Linked DNA regions of Anas platyrhynchos: region 1 is linked to region 2. The links are chromatin contacts, called in public Hi-C maps. All regions are on one chromosome and are shown on one strand. Each heading gives the region's core, a stretch centred on a gene start, on an enhancer-like site or on the middle of the called end of the contact. The rest is flanking DNA. Distances are from core to core; before and after follow the strand shown. Region 1 holds the start of ITGB8 (integrin subunit beta 8). Region 2 has its middle 53 kb from the start of SP8.

What was found. A called contact is a pair of places that touch in the nucleus more often than the background predicts.
Region 1: a contact with region 2 is called in a Hi-C map of liver, with 2.0 times the contacts expected there. The contact joins the promoter of ITGB8 here to the enhancer-like site in region 2. A contact is called at or near these places in 2 of 8 Hi-C or Micro-C datasets (liver and subcutaneous adipose tissue).

Annotation. Positions count from the first base shown.
Region 1 is chr2:127,198,955-127,203,776 of IASCAAS_PekinDuck_T2T, reverse strand. ITGB8 (integrin subunit beta 8) reads left to right here and starts at 2,698. Exons shown (of 15, transcript XM_027450911.3): 1 at 2,698-3,446. The coding sequence starts at 2,717.
Region 2 is chr2:127,059,644-127,064,218 of IASCAAS_PekinDuck_T2T, reverse strand. No RefSeq gene overlaps it. Among named protein-coding and RNA genes, the nearest start is that of SP8, 53 kb to the right of the region's middle. Within about 2 kb of position 1,493, at least 1 of the 8 cell types and tissues checked has an H3K27ac peak or open chromatin away from gene starts, as enhancers often do.

The sequences.
Region 1 (4,822 bases), core at 1,449-3,948, 140 kb before region 2:
CTGTAACAGACAATTATATCCTCTTTGCAGGAAAACAAAGGTAAGTACCATAAAGAAAGCACCCTTTTAAAACTTCATTAAATAAGGTATACATGCAATATAATAACAGAGAATTAAACAGCTTTCACCATAGAAATTCAGAGTAACTTAGGCTAGAAAAAGCTCCAAGAGGCCCAACCAGCCCTCTGCTCAACACACGACCAATAAGATCAGGTTGCCCATGAACTTGTTCAGCTGAGTTTCAGTTATCTCCAAGGACGGAGATTCCACAATGACATTTTCTCAAGCATTCATGGTCCTGTGGGTAGAACAACAGACTGATGCTTACATCCAGTTCCAGTCGTCTTAAGTTCCTTGTTCCAAGTCTCCTACGTGACATTACACGATTAGGTTTGTCAATTTGTAAAACTTGAATTGCTATCCAAATCTGCGTAACATCTTCTGAGATGCAGCTTATATTACTGCATTCCAAACACTAACCAGCAGTGTATTTAAAGATGCCATCACTACAGAATATATCTTCTGAAGTCTTTGTCTCCCACTATGTGAGGAATGAAGGTAAAGAAGTAAGGGAAAGACACATTTTACATAAACCAACAGACTACTCTGAACAGTTACAGTGGCCTCAACTATTGGCACCTTCAACTCTTGGCTTCTTTTTTACTGTTGATACCCATGTCTTTCAGTATTCATGGTGAATAGTTCTCAGCCATTATTGATCTGCCCTTTTAGTTATGTTCTCAGTGTTCATTTTAGTTACCTTATTCTCAGACTTTATATGAAAGTTGTCTATTTTTTCCATGTTACACTGTAGATATTGCCTGTCTGCCCAAATGCCAAATCCTTGCACATCATTCTCTCGAGAAGCGGTACATGTAAGGACTCAATTTCCTATTTGTATGATGAAATGACTAGGTTATGACTAGAAATTCACAAGACAACTCATGCTGTTGATGACAGAACCATTTTCTTCATGATGCTTCTATGAGCATTCAAATTCTGATCTGACAACAATGTTCATACAAAATACATCATATGGAGTATTAGGCATATTCTTCCTCCCTTCAACACTATTTAGACTCTGCAGGCAAAAATCCCAGTTTTCTATCTGCAACTTTTGCTTCTGCTTGGATTTTTTTTATTTTTTATTAAGACATTTCCTTGAACTTGTTTGTCTTATTCTGGACCCTTTTCAAGATAAACTTGAATCATCATGAATCTGCAACATCATGAGGTGGGATTTAGACATCATGGTGAACATGAACAGGAGTCAATTGAGTTTAGCTTGCCTGCCACGAATGTGTCATTTCAAAGAACTACACCAATCTGAGTCCTCATGAGACAAGTTGCTCATCATTGTATAGTGTTAAAACTGTGATCTCTGAAACCATAGAGTGATTAGACCAAGAATGCCACCACATCTGAAGTCATGTGGATGCTACCCTTTTATGTGACCATCACTGTATATGGTTTTGTCACACACCATATCCCCATTCGAGCTGTGGCAGCTTTAAGAATGACACTCAAGGTCTGAAAGAGGGGATTTTTCCAAAATGAAGCAGAACAATGATACAGCATTTAAAAATCCCTGGAGTGGGAGTATAGGACTGCTCCTTTGCCATCCCCTCCTCAGTGACTTTGCACAAACCCAGTGCATCTTCAGTTTCTGACCTTTGACATGCAGTCGACAAGCCATCCTGATCTCAGTGCCACAAGGTTTGGCACAGGGTCCGAAAATGCTTTGACAGCCTTTTATTTGTAAGGACTGTAAGAGAGCACAGTGTTAGAATCGTACAATCATTAAGGTTGGAGGAGACCTTCAACCATCACCGTACTGCCAATGTCACCCACTAAACCATGACCCAAAGCACCACGTCCAACCTTTCCTTGAACACCCTCTGGGATAGTGACCCCACCACATCCCTGGGCAACCTGTCCCAATGCCTGACTGCTCTTTCTGAGGAGAAATGTCTCCTCATTTCCAACCTAAACCTCTCTTGGCGTAACTTGAGGCCATTCTCTCTAGTCCTAACACTGTTTATCTGGGAGAAGAGGCTGACCCCCAGCTCCCCACACCTTCCTTTCAGGCAGTTGCAGAGATCAATAAGGTCTCCCCCGAACCTCCTCTTCTCCAGACTGAACAACCCCATTTCCCTCAGCTGCTTCTCACAGTACTTGTGTTCCAGACCCTTCACCAGCTTCACAGTCCGTCTCTCGGCACGCTCCAGGGCCTCGATGTCCTTCTTGTAGTGAGGGGCCCAAAGCTGACCACAGTTCATTTAATGCCATATGCACGGGAATGACTTTTTAATGTTGTGCCCTGCGCTGACAGACTGGCACATCACGTTGAGGCATTATTTGAGGATACGGCTCGCTGTGCCACCTGCTCGGTAATGCTACAAACGAGGCGGTGACACGGTGACGGCCACAGGACCCGGGCCCGTCAGGCCGGCACAGGTGCGTGTCACCTGCCTGGGGGACGCCACGGCAGCTCCGGGAGCGGCGCCCTGGCCGGGGAGGCGGTGACAGGAGGCCGAGAGGCCGCGCACCTAGCCCGGGCCGGGGGTTTCCGTGCCCGCACGGCGAGGTACTTTCCGCGCCGCCCAGGGCACGGCTCTAACCTTTGCGTTATTCCCACTTCGCCCGGAGGGGCGGAAACTCCGGGCACACACAAATCGCGAGGGAAGGGCGGCGGGGTGATTGCGGTCTGTGTACGATGTGGGGGGGGTCCCGAGGCGGTGGCGAGGGGCGCTCCCCACGGTCTCCGCCATCCTCCGCCGAACAAAGCGGCGCGGGCGGGCGCCGTGACTTCACCGCCCGCCGCCGCCCCGCCTCCGCCCGCCCTCGCCCTGCCCCGCCGCAGCCTCCCGGCAAGCGGAGAGGGGGGGACACCCGCGGGCCCGAGGCGCACCGGCGGCGGGGCGGGGGCGGGCGGGGGCAGCGGCGGCGGCGGTCGTTTCGTTGCGGGAGCCGCGGGGCCGGGCCGGGCAGGGCAGGGCAGGGCAGGGCGCTCGGGCTGGAGGCGGATGGAGGCAGCCGTCCTCCGCGCCCGCCCGGGGCCGCCCCGCCGCCGCCGCTGCCGCCGCCGCCGGGGGGGGCAGCCCCTCGCGGGGAGCGGCGGGCGCTGCCCTTGAGGTGCCGCCGCCCCGCGCCCTACCTGTGCCGGGCCCGTCGCCGCCGCCGCCGCCGCCGCTCCTCCCCCGGCCCCGCCGCCGCCGCCGCCGCCCCCGCGGGGGCCGGGACTGAGAGCGCCGCGCCGCCGAGCCGCGGCCCCGAGGAGAGGCAGCGGGACCGGGAGCGGGGCCGAGCGCGCCGCACGATGTGGGTGCCGCTGCTGGCGTGCCTCACCGCGGGGATCGTCTCCGTGCCCAAGTGCCAGCGCGGCCCCGGGGCCCTCCTCGGGGCGGCCCGGCTGCTGGCGGCCGTGCCGGGACTCTGCCAGCGCCGTAAGTCGCCGAGCGGCTCGGCTCACCTAGCGGGGTGCCTCTCGGGGATCGCCGCGTCCCGGGGGGGACAGCGGGCGGCCGGGCGGCGGCGGTGTCGGGGGGGCACTGCTGGGGTTCGCGGTGAAAGGGGTGGAGGTGTGGGGAGGGCGCCTGCCCCTGCCCGGGGTGCTGCTGCGGGCAGAGAGGGCGCTGGCCGAGGCGGGCAGCACCTCGGGCTGTGGCACGGCTTCCCAAAAATAACCCTGGTGCCAGGTTCGTCGCGGGCAGGGCGAGGAGGCAGTGCAAGTGTCCCTCAGGTCATGCAGTTTGTCAGACGGAGCCATCAGGTTAGTCCGGTAGTCCACAAAGGGTCTCCCTCATCCAGCTGGTCGTGATCAGAAACGCAGAGCAAGTTGTCAGTCACCTTCCTTTCCTCCTTTCCTTCTTTCCTCCTTTCTTCTCTCTCTCCTTCTCTCTTTTTTTCTTTTTCCCCTTCTGGAATAAATGCGTATCTCATGCTTAAGCCTGGAGCGAGTTTAGAACTTCTAACCTCTAAAAATAAGATTTGCAATGGGAACAATGTATTAGTTTTAAGTTCCTTGCTGCATATGTGACAAATTCATGCCTAATTCAGTGGGATTTGCCCAGTGCTGTTAAAAACAATGGAATAATTTGTTAACTTTCACAGGATAATTTATTTTGCTCTTTTGGCTTCATATTTTGAGTTCAAAACCAAACTAAATGTCAATAGGAAAAAATAAAATATAATATTATTAAATGGCTTATGAAACATGACAGCTTGCATCCAGCATTCCAGATTCTTTTCTGTGCAGTATAATTGAGTTTAAAGGCTAATTGAAACTTTATGTAGAGGAGAGTGCTGTGCCTTAGTGCAGTGGTGTGCCTGCTTATGAGTGTAGCTCCTGGGTGCAATAGTGCAAAGAATACTTGAGAACAGTGTGACATAGGTGAAGATTGTACTTGGGGCTTTGGCTGCAAAAGGTGCTTACTTTCTTTGTTGTGCTTGGTAGTGAAAGTACACATGGATGGTAAGTCATGGGTTACGTGTTTATTGTGACAACAGCTACCAGATCAGGCAGTCTGTAACTCAGATAGATCTTGTTGTTTTTTTGTTGGTTTTTTTTTTTTTTCTCCTCTTTATTTGAAACCTCTGCTAATTCATGAAAGCTGAAAGTCACACTGAATTCTTTCCTTCATACATAATCACTTTACAGGCGAGAGCCACAGTAGAAGCAAGAAGAGTATTTTGGTTTGTTTTTCTTTGAGCGAGCACATAAATGGTAGGGGTTTGGATGCTGATTAAGGTTGTAATTCTTTACTTCTCATTGCTTTTTAATTTTGGTTGTGTTAGCTCCTTCAGCCAGCACAGCACCACC
Region 2 (4,575 bases), core at 244-2,743:
AAGTGCAGCAATGCTGACACACGGCAGGCTGAGCAGATGAGCTGCCACAAGGGCATTTTGCATGTACATGTGCAAACGATGAGTTTGCCAGTGAATGAATTGAGGTTGCTGTGATTGTTCTCCTAGTCAGAGCCCTAGTAAAGCTAGGGCTGAAAGTAAATGCAGACAAATGCTATCTAGCTCCTTCTAATGTGGGCATTAGATACTTTACCCATTTTTCATTGCCTGGATGTGAACAATAAACTGGTGATTTTACTCCCTCTTATTTGCTTTTACATGGCTGTCTCACTTTTTCTGATTTGGGGTGGCAAGTTTTAAGTGTTTTGAGGCTTGCTTCTAACTAGAGCTGCCTGATGGCTGTGTGGCCAAAATAACAATTCTAGCTGAGTATTTGGTTCAATAACTATTACTAACTCCCAGTGATCTTTTCCTGTTTCCATAATTGTATCTGATACTGTGCAGCTCAGTGCAAGAGGATAAACTGGGTCCCTGGAATACAGTGTGCTCGAGCATTTCAGGAGCATTGTAAAGTCAAGTTAAATCTCCAGTTTTATTAGTCTTAGAGGGTTTTTTTAAGCAGTCTTTCAGTTACAGAATCACACAGAATCACAGAATTTCTAGGTTGGAAGAGACCTCAAGATCATCGAGTCCAACCTCTAACCTAACACTAACAGTCCCCACTAAACCATATCCCTAAGCTCTACATCTAAACGTCTTTTGAAGACTTCCAGGGATGGTGACTCCACCACCTCCCTGGGCAGCCCATTCCAATGCCTTACAACCCTTTCAGTAAAGAAGCTCTTCCTAACATCTAACCTAAAACTCCCCTGGCGCAACTTTAGCCCGTTCCCCCTCGTCCTGTCACCAGGCACGTGGGAGAACAGGCCAACCCCCACCTCTCTACAGCCTCCTTTAAGGTATCTGTCGAGAGCGATAAGGTCGCCCCTGAGCCTCCTCTTCTCCAGGCTGAACAAGCCCAGCTCCCTCAGCCGCTCCTCGTAGGACTAAAAATATAAAAATAGTTAAAATATTCCTGATTATTTCAGTTGCAAGCAGTTTACCTAGCACCATGGGGCTCTAAAAAGATGTAGAGAAAAGCTTAAAAGACCAGTTATTTTAACCAGAACATATTGGTTTGCTGCTTTCCTTGTACATCAGAGAAGTCTGATTTAAAAAAAAAAAAAAAAAAAAAAAAAAAAAAAAAAAAAAAAAAAAAAGAAGAAGAGGTCATATAAGCATGATTTAAAATGGATTTTCATTTCCACTATGTTAGCTATTCTTTGTAAAAAGTGGTGTCTAGTCAGGTTTTATTATATTAATGATTTTTAACTCTATAGCATCTAAACCAGCCATGTGAAAATAAACCTAAGCTGAATAAGATCACCCAGTATTATGAAATATTGTGTAACAAAAGCAGAGAAGGAAGAGACTGTGAGGAGACTGGATTTCTGTTGTGGTCACAGTCATTGTTGTTGCCTAGGGAGAAGTGGTAGCTGATGCATTCACTGCTAATGACTAAGAAAATAGAGCTCAAACAGAGACAAATGCTGCCTCTAGAAGAAGAAAGTAGCTTTTCTACATAGCAGTGCAAGAAAATCCCCAGTGAGCAGTCAGGTCTCCTCTAGAGAGATGGTGTTTGATTAAAAACATAAGTAAATCACTCAACCATGATTTGTTTTCACATGCAGGAGACAACTTCAGCCAATTAGTGACTGCTGCTGTGTAAATTGCTTGTCAGTAAACCTGTGGCATCACAGCTATCCTGGGTGAACAGTTTTATGCATGCACTACATGATAATGCTTCCTGGCTTACAGGGTTGTCCAGCAATCATCCTGCTGGGTGTCATTCCCACTGTGTCCCTGGAGCCAGGACTGAAGATAAGGGAAAGCAAATTCACAGATGTTTTCACAAAGCTTCATTCTCTTTTTCCTTTTTTATTTTTAAATTTTAAATTTCCCTTTTATTTGAATGTTTTCTACAGATGATTATATTGGTTGTATTTGTGAATCCAGACATGGAGGTTTAAAAGCTATATTAAAGCTGGAAGGACTCGGTATTGATTATAATCCAAGTCACTGTTTTAAGAGCTAAAAAGATACATAGAGCTTAGATGGTCAACCACCTGAAGCAAAAGAAAGAAGCACAAGTCACATTGCAAATGACCTATACTTTTCTATAAAGTGTCAGTCAAATTGCAATGCTTCATTCATCAGTTCTGCAGGTAATCTTGGCATTTTAAAGTCTCTGCAACTGGTTGGTTGCAGAGACTTTAAATTCATTCTTAGTAGCTTTTCTACTTTTCTCTAAATTCTGGCTGGTGTCTTGTCCTGGAGTATCAAAATCCACTGGAGCTTGGACTTGGGAAGGAGCACTGTCTGTAGTTTTATCCCTAAAATGAAGTCTCCTGATAGCTTGTGATGTCTCCTGACACTTGTGATGAATTTGGAGAGCTAGTATTGATGCCAGTGGCTTGAAGATGAGCAACATTATCACACAGAGGGATAGACATGCACATTTTTTTTTCTCGATTGCTTAACATTTTCCAGTATATTCTGCAAGGAAAATGCTTTCAAAAGACTGAAAGGCAAGGTCCCCCTCTATTAACACTCATCCAAGTGTTTTGCTGAAGTCAAACCAAATTGAAGAGGAAATGTTCTAAATAAAAAGCCTATTCCAAATTGCAGCATGTCTTTCCATTATCCAGCAACTTTCATAATTCTGCAGAGAAATGGCTTGTCATTTAAAAACAAGTTATTTTATTGTTTCAGAAAAGAAACATCTTCCTACTCCAAGCTACATACTGTCTTCAAGCACATTTTTCTCATAATCTAAAAGTTTCTGTTCAAGTATGAGGCTTATTTTTGTGGTCCATAGCTGTAAGTTCTGTATTTACTTTTGGCAGTAGTGTTTATTTCCATCAGAATTTTGTTGTAAATTCACAAAGCCATAGAAATTCTCAGGAAAAAAAAAAAAAAAAAAAAAAAAAAAAAAAAAAAGTGTGAATCCAGAAAAGCCTCTGTGTAAAACTGAGAAGCTATCCCAATGAACTTATGTTTTGGCAAGCTATTGATCGTGTGCTGGGGGCCAAACATCTCACCAACAAACACAAAGCAGATGCTAGTAAGAAAATCCTTTAAACATATCAGTTGGAGAGTTACCAGAATTTTGAAATACCGTATGAGTCAAGAGCATTACTCTTGGGGAAAAGGAAGGTCAGGATGGAATTTGTTTAGAAAAGAAAAACTTGTTTGTTATTATTTTAATGGGAAAATATAAAAAGACATTAATATTCATAAGCTTAAGTATGCCTATAAGCATGCAGTTACTCAACATGGAAAAATTGATCACAACTCTTTTTTTTTAAAAAAAGTTATATTGTAAAAGCAAGGATAATAACACTGCCGGCAGTGTGCCCTGGCAGCCAGGAGGGCCAACCGTGTCCTGGGGTGCATCAAGCACGGCATCGCTAGTAGGTCGAGGGAGGTGATTGTCCCGCTCTACTCTGCGCTGGTGCGGCCTCACCTCGAGTACTGTGTGCAGTTCTGGGCACCACAGTATAAAAAGGACATGAAACTGTTGGAGAGTGTCCAGAGGAGGGCTACGAAGATGGTGAAAGGCCTGGAGGGGAAGACGTACGAGGAACGGCTGAGGGCACTGGGCCTGTTCAGCCTGGAGAAGAGGAGGCTGAGGGGAGACCTCATCGCAGTCTACAACTTCCTCGTAAGGGGGTGTCGAGAGGCAGGAGACCTTTTCTCCATTAACACCAGCGACAGGACCCGCGGGAATGGAGTTAAGCTGAGGCAGGGGAAGTTTAGGCTTGACATCAGGAAGGGGTTCTTCACAGAGAGAGTGGTTGCACACTGGAACAGGCTCCCCAGGGAAGTGGTCACTGCACCGAGCCTGACTGAATTTAAGAAGAGATTGGACTGTGCACTTAGTCACATGGTCTGAACTTGGGTAGACCTGTGCGGTGTCAAGAGTTGGACTTGATGATCCTTAAGGGTCCCTTCCAACTCAGGATATTCTATGATTCTATGATTCTATGATAATGCATGAAGCAAACACCATATACTGGCTCAGATACTCAGATACTCTTTCTGCAGAAAACTATATATACCCAGCAGAATGTAAATATGAATTTTATAATATATGCACAGTGCACAGGTATGTGTCATGTGCAATGATATATTTAATGCATGTGACATTATATGTAATGTGATTATATAGTAAATAAATCTATTATAAATCTATTATAATCACACAGTATTTATTTTATTACATTTGTATTTATTTTATTACAAATGTTTAAAAATAATAAGGTCCATCAATTTATTTTAATCATATAAATAAGTAAATTAAATTTTTTGCTGCACATGACAGACCTTTTTAAGGGAATGTCAGTCCCTATGAAATTGGTGATCAGTTTGGAGTTGAGTTTAGTTAGCATGTTTGGGGGAAAAAAGATTTTTTTTCTCTATTTTCTCATTCCTCATTTATCTTTTTAACCGTCAGCTTCTTCCTCAGCAAAAGATAAAGATTCAGTTGCAAAACAAATAAGTGTAAAACTTCCTTGC